3 separate regions of the Mus musculus genome follow, and regions 2 and 3 are each linked to region 1. Evidence: chromatin contacts called from public Hi-C and promoter capture Hi-C data. All regions are on one chromosome and are shown on one strand. Each heading gives the region's core, a stretch centred on a gene start, on an enhancer-like site or on the middle of the called end of the contact. The rest is flanking DNA. Distances are from core to core; before and after follow the strand shown.

Region 1 (3,502 bases), core at 563-3,062:
TAAAAAAATTAAAAAGAAAAAAAAGCTAGGTTTTGCAATCTGCCAAAGGACCTGCTCACTGGGATTTCCTTCCCACTTCATCATTTGCCTCTTAGTTTTATTTTTTTATTAGATGTTTTCTTCATTTACATTTCAAATGCTATCCCGAAAGTCCCCTATACTCTCCCCCCAACCTGCCCTGCTCCCCAACCCACCCACTCCCACTTCCTGGCCCTGGCATTCTTCTGTACTGGGGCATATGATCTTCGCAAGACCAAGGGCCTCTCCTCTCATTGATGGCTGACTAGGCTATCCTCTGCTACATATGCAACTAGAGACACAGCTCTGGGGGGTACTGGTTAGTTCATATTGTTGATCCTCCTATAGGGTTGCAGACCCCTTTAGCTCCTTGGGTACTTTCTCTAGCTCCTTCTTTAGGGGTCCTGTGTTCCACCCAATAGATGAGATTTTGCTGACAGGACCCTGATATCGCTATCTCTTGTGAGGCTATGCCAATACCTGGCAAATACAGAAGTGGATGCTCACAGCCTCTTAGCTTTAAGTCAAGCATTCTGACCAAACTCTGCACTCACTCTCAGCTCTGGGTATCTCTGGCTCAATCAAATCCAACCCTTACCCTGTCTCATAGGACCATGCTGTCCTCAAAGCCATTGCATGAAGCCACTTAGTTTTCATCTGCCCCAAAGGCTGGAGCCAAAACCCTGGAAGCTGGAAGGACCAGGATCTGAAACCGCAGTTAGATCTGTGACAGTAAAACTTTCACTTTTAGGGTAATAGCTGGTTTATATGAATTAAGTAACCAAACTCCTTCTCTGGCCTCTAATAGTTAGCTTTGTTTAGAAAGAAAAAAAGAAAGAAAAGAAAGAAGGAAAGGAGTGATAGACAGGAAGGAAAGAAGGCAGGCAGGTAGGCTGACACGGACCCTCTAGATGGCTCAGCAGGTAAAGGCATCTGCTGCCAAGCTTGACCGCTCTGGATCGATCCCAGCAACCATCACGAGAGGAGAGAACCAACCCTGGACCACTACGTGTCTGTGTGCACATTTGAGGACACACGCGTACAGTACATACATTTTGAGAAAAAAAAAATTGACATCTTAAAATGCCTCATGTTTACCTTTCCAAAGTTTAAACACCATCACATTCGGATCTGGTATAAAGATCACACACCAGTATGTCTCCTGAACACGGGACAACTGGTTCCTGGAGTGCTCTCTCCTTCTCCCTCCCTCCCCTTCCCCCACGCCCTCTTATCCTTATGCCTCATTTGGTCAAAGAGCAGTGCAAACAAGGGGTCTCAAATCGAACGAAGTCTTGTCCCCCACTGAGACTAAAGCTTTCTCAACAGACCCCTTGACTTTTACACCAACTGTGGCCAACTACTGTGGGTTAGTCCAGCCTGGGCCTAGGAGTCAAGAAACCCCAGTCCTGCGTCCTCAGAAAAAAAATAAATAAACCAACCAACCAAGGCCCCCTTAGAACCCAGGATAGTACTATGCCTAAAAACTGGGAAGCAAGACCGGGGCAATCAGGGTTAAATCACACTGACCCTACAATGTCACCCTGGGAAGCAACCGTGGAACCCACTGAGAAGAGGCAATGGCTTTACTGGGAACTCAACAAGCGAGCCAGCCGAGGCCTCCTTCCACACCGAGAGACGCGGTCAGAGCCTTTGCGCACTACGTGACCTGGACGTTCTGGGAGCGGCCGAGGGGCGGTGCCCGCAGCCGCAGCACCGCCCTGGGGCTCCCACGCCCCCCTGGGGGGGCGTCACTCTGGGAGCCACGGGTGGGCGGGAACCCGGAGAGGGGCGGATCCCCAACTCCCCAGCGTCTCAAAAGCAGCAAGTAAGGAAGGGAGGAGGCCAGTCCTGCAGCCCGGAGACCGTTCTGTGCTCCCTCCGCCCGCAACCATGGCAAAGCCCCTGACCGACCAGGAGAAGCGACGGCAGATCAGCATCCGAGGCATCGTGGGCGTAGAGAATGTGGCCGAGCTGAAAAAGGGTTTCAACCGTCACCTGCACTTCACTCTGGTCAAGGACCGCAATGTGGCCACCCCCCGCGACTACTACTTCGCCCTTGCGCACACAGTGCGCGACCACCTGGTGGGGCGCTGGATCCGTACACAGCAGCACTACTACGACAAGTGTCCCAAGGTACCAGGCGAAGGGCGTTTGTCCCCCCTCCCCTCCACTCCCTGTCCTGGTCTCGAAGTCTAGGCCAGCAGCAGGACATAGGCTCGGCCATCCCTTCCACCTCCCCCACAGCGGTGTGCCATCCTCAGGGCTCCACTGTGGTGTGAGATCCGGAGACCAGCTGGTGGCAAGAGCCCACGCTTCCCTCTCTGGCGAACTAAGCAAACTATGGAGTTTGCTCAGCACTTAACCAAGGGGGATCCTGCGCCTCCTATGTGATCCGTCCAGGTTCCGGGGGCCCTGACAATCCGCTCAGGTCCAGGGGGCCGGGAAGGGGCACAGAAAACAAAAACATACAAAAGCCTAGCCTTAGAGGGTCAAGCTTAGTGTTTAAGGAAAGGAGAGGGAAGTTTAGAGTTCCTCTAATAGTGACCCTGCCCAGGCCTCAGGGCTGCCTAGCTTAGCTGTGCAACAAAGATGGGGGAGGTCCCGGCCCAGGGCCCAGACCGAGTGGAGACTGCAGTTCCTGAACTTTGTGCTGACTGCCTGATGGGCCTTGCCAAGAGACTCACCTGAAGCTATCCCTGTAAAAACACCCTTCTCCCTTCCAGAAGCCTTGTGGAGGCCCCAGAGATGTGGGGGACACCACATTTAGGCAACCAGCTCCTATTTCTACCAAGGGCCAGAATGCGGAGTCTCTGGGGTGGTGGACATGTGGAGGAACACCACCCCATCATGACCAGTCTTGGAAGAGAACCAGAGCTAATGTGAAAGGTTGGGGAGGAGCGGACAGGGAGAGTGCAAGGCGGCAGCAGCCTTATGGGGGATGGTGTGGTGAATGTTTTGGAAGAGAAAGCTGGAAAAACTGGCTTTGGAGTTAAGTTGGAAAAGATGAACAGCAGACCCTGGTGGCAATGGGAAATGCGGATACATACTTACTACTTAGGCGTTTCTAAATACATAAGAACATCGAGAAAATCTATCTCTACCATTTGTGCCTGAGAACTATAGGAAATTTCCAAGACTGAGGGATAAACTCCTATAGTAAGATACTGTGGTTCTAAGAGCCTAGCAGACTGCTACCCAAACAGGACAACTGCTAATTTGTATCCTTCCAACTCTAAACCTTTGCTTAGAAAAGACTTCAGGTCCACATTCATGACTGTGTCTTTTTATCCGTACAACAAGCTGCACCTTGAGTTAGAATTTTTTAGAGGTGGTACAGGACTTGCCTGAGTTGGAGCAACATTTTGGAAACACACAAACGCAACCGCTACTCTGTAGCATTTAGCATCCCAGCACAGAGAGATAGGTTGTTTCTGCTCCACGGGTAATCTTCCTGGTTCAATGGTTAGTTTTTCTCCTGACT
Region 2 (3,502 bases), core at 478-2,977, 240 kb after region 1:
CATGAGTAATCTTTGGTTGGTGATTTAGTCCCTGGGAGCTCTGAGAGTACTGGTTAGTTCATATTGTTGCTATGGGCTGCAAACCCCTTCAGCTCCTTGGGTCCTTTCTCTAGCTTTTTTTTTTTTTACTCTTATGCCATAATCAATCTGTCAGCAAACCCTGCTGCAACTCTAAAATGCCTACAATCACTTAGCGCTTGTCCTGCTGCCTTTATCCATATGCATGCTAGCAATATTTTTTTATCACCTCCCTTATTTTGAAACCCCACTCCCCCATTCAGTCTACTCTCACACAGCATCCAAAGTGATCGCATTAAATACGTCTCTCCTCTACTCCAAAGGCCTAGGTGGGTGGCCAGTTACCAAGGAACTTCATTTCCCTCTACTCTTCTCTGTTCCAGTTCCAGCTACGTGACCCTCTTCCTATTCCTACAATGAGCCAGAAACACGACCACTTGCAGTGACTTGCATTTGCTCTTCTGAGGCCTCACTCCAGATAGCACCATAGCAAGCTAATTCCAGCATTGCCTTCTCACTGGCTTCATTATCCGACCCCCTTTCCAAGCTGTGGGATCTCTCTTGTTTATGCTTCCTTCAGCGCTCACTCTGTTACATACTATGGCTTACTAGTTTTATTTTTTGTGATCTCTCTTCCCCATAACCGCAGGACCTTTGTTGTTATATCCCAGACACCTAAAACAGCACCTTGGATGCTGGGTGCTCAATAAAATATTTGTTATAGGATTATAGGGACCTTTAACAAGGAAACATTTCATAAAAACACAGGAGACAGACAACTGATTAAATGTCTTTGTGCATGGCTAAAAAAAAGAGCAGTTTGGTGTCTTGTTCTGAGGTTGGTGTTTTGCTTCTGTGTTTTAAGCACATTCTCTTCATTATGAAAGCCTTACTTTGATCAAGAGGAGTGAGTCCCAATCTTATTCTCCAAGTTATTCTGTGTACCTGAGCGAGTTAAAGAGAACAAAGTAGAATCTGATATATTAGATAGAAAACTCCCAGTTCTGAACTCTGGTGCTCAAAGGCTTCAAAATTCTAAGACTTAACTGCAAGAGAAGGCATGTGGTTATTAAGAATACATATTAAAATGATGAAATAAATACACTAACGTCAAATTTATCTTAGGAGCTGTAGAAACTCCATCTTCTTTTTTAATCCGAAAGCGCGGATGGGGATGGGGGGCACAAAAGGGGGTGGGCTACCAAGGGTTGGGGGAGATAATAAGAGGACAGAAGAAACGGAGACTCAGTTTTTACAGTAGTCACGCTGTCACCAGAAGAGTCATCTGTGTTACTAGGTGTAGCCCTCGCGGTCCCAGCACACCCGAGGGCTGCCTTCCCTCAGCAACCAGGACACGCGGCTGCGGTTGCGGGAAGCAGGGCGGTAGGCAAGTCCAAGGCGAGAGCCGCTCGCCGCCCAGCGGGCTCCGGACCGCCCGGACTCCAGCTCCCCAGCGGCGGGAGCCGGCCCGCGCAGCCGCACTGAGGGCCGCGATGGTCGCCACACCCGGCCCGTTAGCCGCCCGCCCGTCGCGAGTCGCCGCACGCAGCCGCGTCCGCGCCCGGCGGGGGAGGGGCGGCCCGTGCGCGTCGGCTTTCCCAGCATTCCCAGCGGCGCGGGGAAAGTTTACCGGACGTAGGCGGTGGCCGCAGCGGTAGCGGCTCCGGGCGGCGGACCATGGCCCTGGTGGGCGGCCGCGGCCCTGTCCCAAGGCGGCCTCGGGCGGCGTCGTTGAGCCGGCTGACTTCCCGGGAGGAGCTGCCCTGCGACTGAGCGGCGGCGGGCGCGCTTAGCGCGGCCAACATGCGGCGGAGCCTGCGGGCGGGCGCGGGCGGCGGAGACCCGAGGCGAAGGCGGCGGCGGCGGCCCGGGAGGCGGCGGCGGGCGGCAGGCTCGCGGCCCTAGCGAGGCTGCTGGGGCGGCGGCGGGAGTCGTCCGCGAGGATGCTGTCCCGCAAGAAAACCAAAAACGAGGTGTCTAAGCCGGCCGAGGTGCAGGGCAAGTACGTGAAGAAGGAGACGTCGCCCCTGCTGCGGAGTGAGTGTCGTGGGCGGTGGCGGGTGGGGACCCGGCGCAGCCTCGGGTGGTGCTGGAAGACCGACTCTGGGAAATGCATGGCTGTCCGTGGTGTTGGGGAAAAAGTGCTTCGACCCGGGCACCTCTCTGCTGGGTACGTCCGGGCCCCGCGTTTGCGACCATCGCAGCGCCACTCGTCGGCTCACGCACTCGCACACGCACACACACACGCGAGAGTGGATTCCTTCCTTAGTCCTGCAGCGGGACACAAACTTGTGAGGCAAAGAACCTGATACTTGATACTTGTAGCCACTACCAGCGTCCTAAGTAACACACACACACACACACACACACACACACACACACACACACACACACGAGAGACTTGATACTTGTAGCCACTACCAGCGCCCTAAGTAACACACACACACACACACACACACACACACACACACACACACACACACACACACACACACACACACACACACGAGAGAGAGACTGGATTCCTTAGTCCTTCAGCGGGACACAGACTTGTGAGGCAAAGAACCTGATACTTGTAGCCACTACCCAGAGTCTTTTCATTTCCCAGAGTAGACAAGCCATTAACGTATTTGGATTAGGCTTTGCTCCTAAAATTAAAAAAAGCAAAGTATTCAGAATAATTTCAGCCATACCAGGCAAGTTCCTAACTTTATTCCTCTTTCCGACATATGTTCCGTCCCCTCCCGTACGTAGCTTTTCTTCTCCGTTTAAAATATTTGAGTTTTTAACTTGAACGCCTTGATTCTCCTTTTTTAAAATTCTTGGGTAGTCAGAGAGCTAATCCTTTGGTTCTCATTCTAGGAGCTGGACCCCTTGTGTAAGTTTCCTTCTTGGAAACTGGAAGTAACCGTGTGACTTAAATTAAGCATTACCTCATATTGTAATTGGGAAAGCTGCTCACAGGGGTTCCTAGTATTTGCCCAAGATCCCGCAGAAAGGGGTGGAGAGCATATTTTTCCATTGTGACCATGTGTCCAGCCTTACAGGTTCTGTTAGTAGTTGGAGTGCTAGACAACACAGTTGGTGGGGTGGATGTGTCAGTAACTGAAACCATTTTTAAGAGCTTGTTTTTCTGTTTTTTTTAGGTGATAGCTTGCTTTTTGCTGCAAATAAAGTTTATTAAGCATCATTTGAAGTCATGCCACTTGTTGAGTCTTTTAGTGAGTGACTCCATACAGAATTTGTGTCATCGACAGTTAATTATTCCAATATTAAGTTACTGTAGTGTTAGCTTCTGACACCCTTAGTGACATTGATTTAATGAATTCAGAAAATGTGTTCTATATCCAGGTTTCATATTTTAAAGGTAGTTGCTTTCTAAGAACATGAAAGCTGTTTGCACATTCAAATCAGCAGCCATGACCTTGGTTTGGGTTATCTGCTTTTAAAGGAGCCATAATTCTTTCCAGGCTTTTTCAGTAGA
Region 3 (3,502 bases), core at 446-2,945, 170 kb after region 1:
TCATCTTTGGGCGGCAAGGTTTGAAATTACCCTACTGCGTTTCTTTACAGTGTCAGAAGGGATGTCAGAAGATACAAGCAGCCGACCTTGATTTTTGTAAGGAAACAGGTTTCTAGATGAGAGCTGTTCCTAAGGAGAGGGACCGGCCTGGTCTCTAGCCTGGCTTCAGTCTGCCTCCACACTTTCTGCTTTCTGAAGCTGGGCCTGTCATTTGTTCTGATTCTCAGGCCCTGGATTTCAGCCTGGATGGAAACATCAACCTGACAGAGCTGACGCTGGCTCTGGAGAATGAACTTTTGGTTACCAAGAATGGCATTCACCAGGCAGCACTAGCTAGCTTCAAGGCCGAGATCCGGCACTTGTTGTAAGTTGAGCAGAAGGTTCGCTGGTCTGTTTCCTTTACTTGTGTCTCCCATATCACCAGGCACCTTTCCCCACCCACAGGCCAATGTGGCCGTCTTCCATCTCTAACTGTTAAACAGTTACCCTCCTGAGCTGAAGGGAATTGCGCTGGGGCTCTGATTGGCTGCAGCATGTGAAGGGAACCATGGAAAACCTTTTTGTTTGGGGAGGGTTTTGGTTGTCTTGGTTTTGTGTTTGTACTGAGGCGAGCCAGATGAGAGGGCTTTTTTTTTTTTTTTGGGTCTCCTGGTTGCTTGGAAACGGCTTCCTACTAACTCACTTTATTTCTAATTCTAGAGAACGAGTTGACCAAGTAGTCAGAGAAAAGGAGAAGCTACGGTCGGACCTGGACAAAGCAGAAAAGCTGAAGTCTCTCATGGCTTCCGAGGTGGACGATCACCACGCGGCCATTGAGCGGAGGAATGAATACAACCTCAGGTGTGGCCAGAGGGCCGAGGTTCAGCATCCTCCCCCATCCCTCCCAAACCCCTGCTTCTCCTCTCTAGCCCCATTCTTCTGGCCCCTGCTCCTGGCAGGGTGAGACCAGAGCTGACTGCAGAGGTCTAGCTGCAGCCCAGCCACTGGGAAGGCAGGACACGTTAGGCATTTTCTCTATGCGTCTGTCTCCAGTTTTGGAATGTCCATATACTGTCCTCCAAGGGATCCACAGGCCACCTATTGATTTTCCTGTTGTCCTTGCTTATAGGAAACTGGATGAAGAATACAAGGAGCGCATAGCAGCCTTAAAGAACGAACTCCGCCAGGAGAGGGAACAGATGTTGCAGCAAGTGGGCAAGCAGCGGGTGGAGCTGGAACAGGAAATTCAAAAGGCCAAGACGGAAGAGAATTACATCCGGGACCGCCTTGCCCTCTCCCTGAAGGTAATCTCTTGGTAGCGCCATGGCCTGGGTCTATGCTAGGTATCTGCACAGAGCACTGTCGTTCCCTGAGGGCACAGATAGGGCTAAACCCAAGGATTCTCCCTAGCCGTGGCCTAGATGTGGTGGCGGCCTTGGGGTGTGGAGTGGACAGCGTTCATGAGTATATCCTGTTCTTCACAGTCTTCCCGCTTCTCCTCAGGACTGGGTGGAACTTGGCTGAAAACCTCAATTCCAGAGCTGCTGCCCTAAGCTTCTCCTTAGCCTCAGCCTCTCCCTCCCCTTCCTGTCTACCTCCCATTCTTATTCTCTGGACATCACCAAACATGATTTTCCTCTTGTGATCTTCCCTCCTCTGTCCTAGTGGAAGAAGGTGACCTTCTCTTTTCTGGGCTCTCATACCAGATAGCATAGTACTGGGCCTTTGGGCATAGTACCACTGCCTACAGGAAAACCTGGATGATGTTACTCAAGCCTGTTTCCCAATGTGCAGATGGTCACATAATAGCTCTTACTCATTACCTTGGTGTGGCTATCATACCAGATGGTACAAGTAAGCTGTCTACAGAATAACTGGTTCAGGGAAAATGTTCGCTATCATGAGGTGCCCCCGGGTCCACACAACAACTGAGGAAAAGCCAAGGCAATGAGCAGTTTCTGCCATCTCCTGAATTCTCCTAATCATCAGCAGCATCAATTGCTGAAAGTCCCAGAAATTAAAATTCTTAGCCATCTGCCCTCAGTACCACTCTTTAAGTCATGTTGGTGTTCTGAAATAATATACATATCTGTGTTTTCCAGTGGCCCCTGTGAAAGGGTCATTCAATTCCCAAAGGGGTCACGACCAACAGGTTAAGAGTCACTGCTCTAACCTCGGCTCCTTCCAGTGCCCCGCCCCTCCCCTCCCCTCCCACTGCAACTCCCGTGAGCCCCCTGTTCCTCCTGTGTGCTCCTTTGTCATGTCCCCAACACCACAGGCCATCTTCCCTTTCCATTCCCATTACACCCCCTTTCCTGTTCGGCTTGCTTTACTGTGGTGGCTAGGTGCCACACTGTCCCCTGTGTTCAGTAGCGATATCTGATTTAGCCTCCAGGGCAGCAGCCAGTGTCTGGAAGGCAGGGCTTGCTCCTTGTTCAGCATGTGAGTGTGGGGACTCTATTTTAATAAACTTAATTTTATTTTTTTACTTACCCACTCTACATCCTGCTCCCTGCTCCCCTCTGTCACCCCTCCCACAGCCTTCCCTCACCCCCTTCCCTTCTCCTCTGAGAGGGTGGGGCCTCCCTGGGTATCCCCCACCCTTCGAGGCAGACAGTGTGGGTATCCTTTGAGAGGCAGAAGCCCTAGAGTTGATATTGGAGGGGAAGGTAGCATCTTTTTGAAGGTTTAAGTACATTTTTTTAAAACTCCATATTGCTATGTTAGAGTGTGAACTAGAATACATAAAGACATCCTGGCTCTCCGTGCTTTTGGCAAAATGTACTCTGAGAGTAGCATTCTTCCAATCAGCCTTTACCACTGGAGAAGAAAGAAAATATGTCAAATGGCAAGCTCTATGTTTTTTTTAAACAAATGTGGATGAAATCTTTCTAGAGTATTATGAAAGATCTTTTTCTTTTTAACGGGAGAAAGTTTGTGAGTTTCAGTTGGCTTGCTATTTTACTTTATACATAAAAATTACGAACCATTTATGTGTAACTTCTATATCCTTAAACCAAAATTGTAGGTTAACTATAAACTATAATGCCCATGAATTATAATCAGTTTTAGATTTACTCTTTTTGTAGTGCTTCTGAGTCTCTTGCTATAGCTAGACAAGGCCTTTCTTCCTTCCTTCCTTCCTGTTAACATTAATTGGTTTGGTGGGGCACACGCTGGTGTGAGCATGTGATGATCAGAGGACAACTTGGTCCTAGGGAGTCACATCAGGCAAAGAGTGCCTTGTCCCTATGAGTCAGCTAATGCTCATTCTAGAAATGGTACTTTGTACTTTATTACCAGATTTTTTTTCTTTTTCTTTTTCTTTTTCTTTTTCTTTTTCTTTTTCTTTTCCTTTTCCTTTTTCTTTCTCTTTTTCTTTTTCTTTTTCTTTCTCTTTCTCTTTCTCTTTTTCTTTCTCTTTCTCTCTCTCTCTCTCTCTCTCTTTCTTTCTTTCTTTCTTTCTTTCTTTCTTTCTTTCTTTCTTTCTTTCTTTTTTTGAGACAGGGGTTCTCTGTGTAGC

What was found. A called contact is a pair of places that touch in the nucleus more often than the background predicts. Capture Hi-C pulls out chosen DNA fragments and counts their contacts.
Region 2: a contact with region 1 is called in a promoter capture Hi-C map of pancreatic islet. The contact joins the promoter of Sav1 here to the promoter of Pygl in region 1. A contact is called at or near these places in 8 of 39 promoter capture datasets (the C10 cell line, cranial neural crest, embryonic stem cells and 3 more), 12 of 484 Hi-C or Micro-C datasets (the G1E-ER4 cell line, LSK cells, adipose-derived mesenchymal stem cells and 7 more), 10 of 115 datasets of contacts at active chromatin or transcription factors (bone marrow-derived macrophages, cardiomyocytes, embryonic stem cells and 5 more) and 3 of 9 other capture datasets (adipose tissue, liver and pancreatic islet).
Region 3: a contact with region 1 is called in a Hi-C map of cortical neurons, with 2.7 times the contacts expected there. The contact joins the enhancer-like site here to the promoter of Pygl in region 1. A contact is called at or near these places in 6 of 39 promoter capture datasets (embryonic stem cells, hippocampal neurons, liver and 1 more), 9 of 484 Hi-C or Micro-C datasets (the G1E-ER4 cell line, cerebellar granule neurons, cortical neurons and 5 more) and 3 of 9 other capture datasets (adipose tissue, liver and pancreatic islet).

What each region holds. Positions count from the first base shown.
Region 1 is chr12:70,225,993-70,229,494 of GRCm38.p6, reverse strand. It overlaps Pygl (liver glycogen phosphorylase), which reads left to right and starts at 1,812. Exons shown (of 20, transcript NM_133198.2): 1 at 1,812-2,154. The coding sequence starts at 1,912. It overlaps F730035M05Rik (RIKEN cDNA F730035M05 gene), which reads right to left and starts at 1,654. Exons shown (of 5, transcript NR_045174.1): 1 at 1,117-1,654. It overlaps Gm38467 (a long non-coding RNA gene), which reads left to right. Exons shown (of 3, transcript XR_381644.4): 3 at 1-143.
Region 2 is chr12:69,985,227-69,988,728 of GRCm38.p6, reverse strand. Sav1 (salvador family WW domain containing 1) reads left to right here and starts at 1,727. Exons shown (of 5, transcript NM_022028.2): 1 at 1,727-2,055. The coding sequence starts at 1,962.
Region 3 is chr12:70,052,169-70,055,670 of GRCm38.p6, reverse strand. It overlaps Nin (ninein), which reads left to right. Exons shown (of 29, transcript NM_001081453.1): 8 at 228-364; 9 at 700-840; 10 at 1,109-1,283. Among named protein-coding and RNA genes, the nearest start is that of Nin, 49 kb to the left of the region's middle. Within about 2 kb of position 1,695, at least 19 of the 459 cell types and tissues checked have an H3K27ac peak or open chromatin away from gene starts, as enhancers often do. A contact at or near this core is called in cortical neurons, where this site is marked.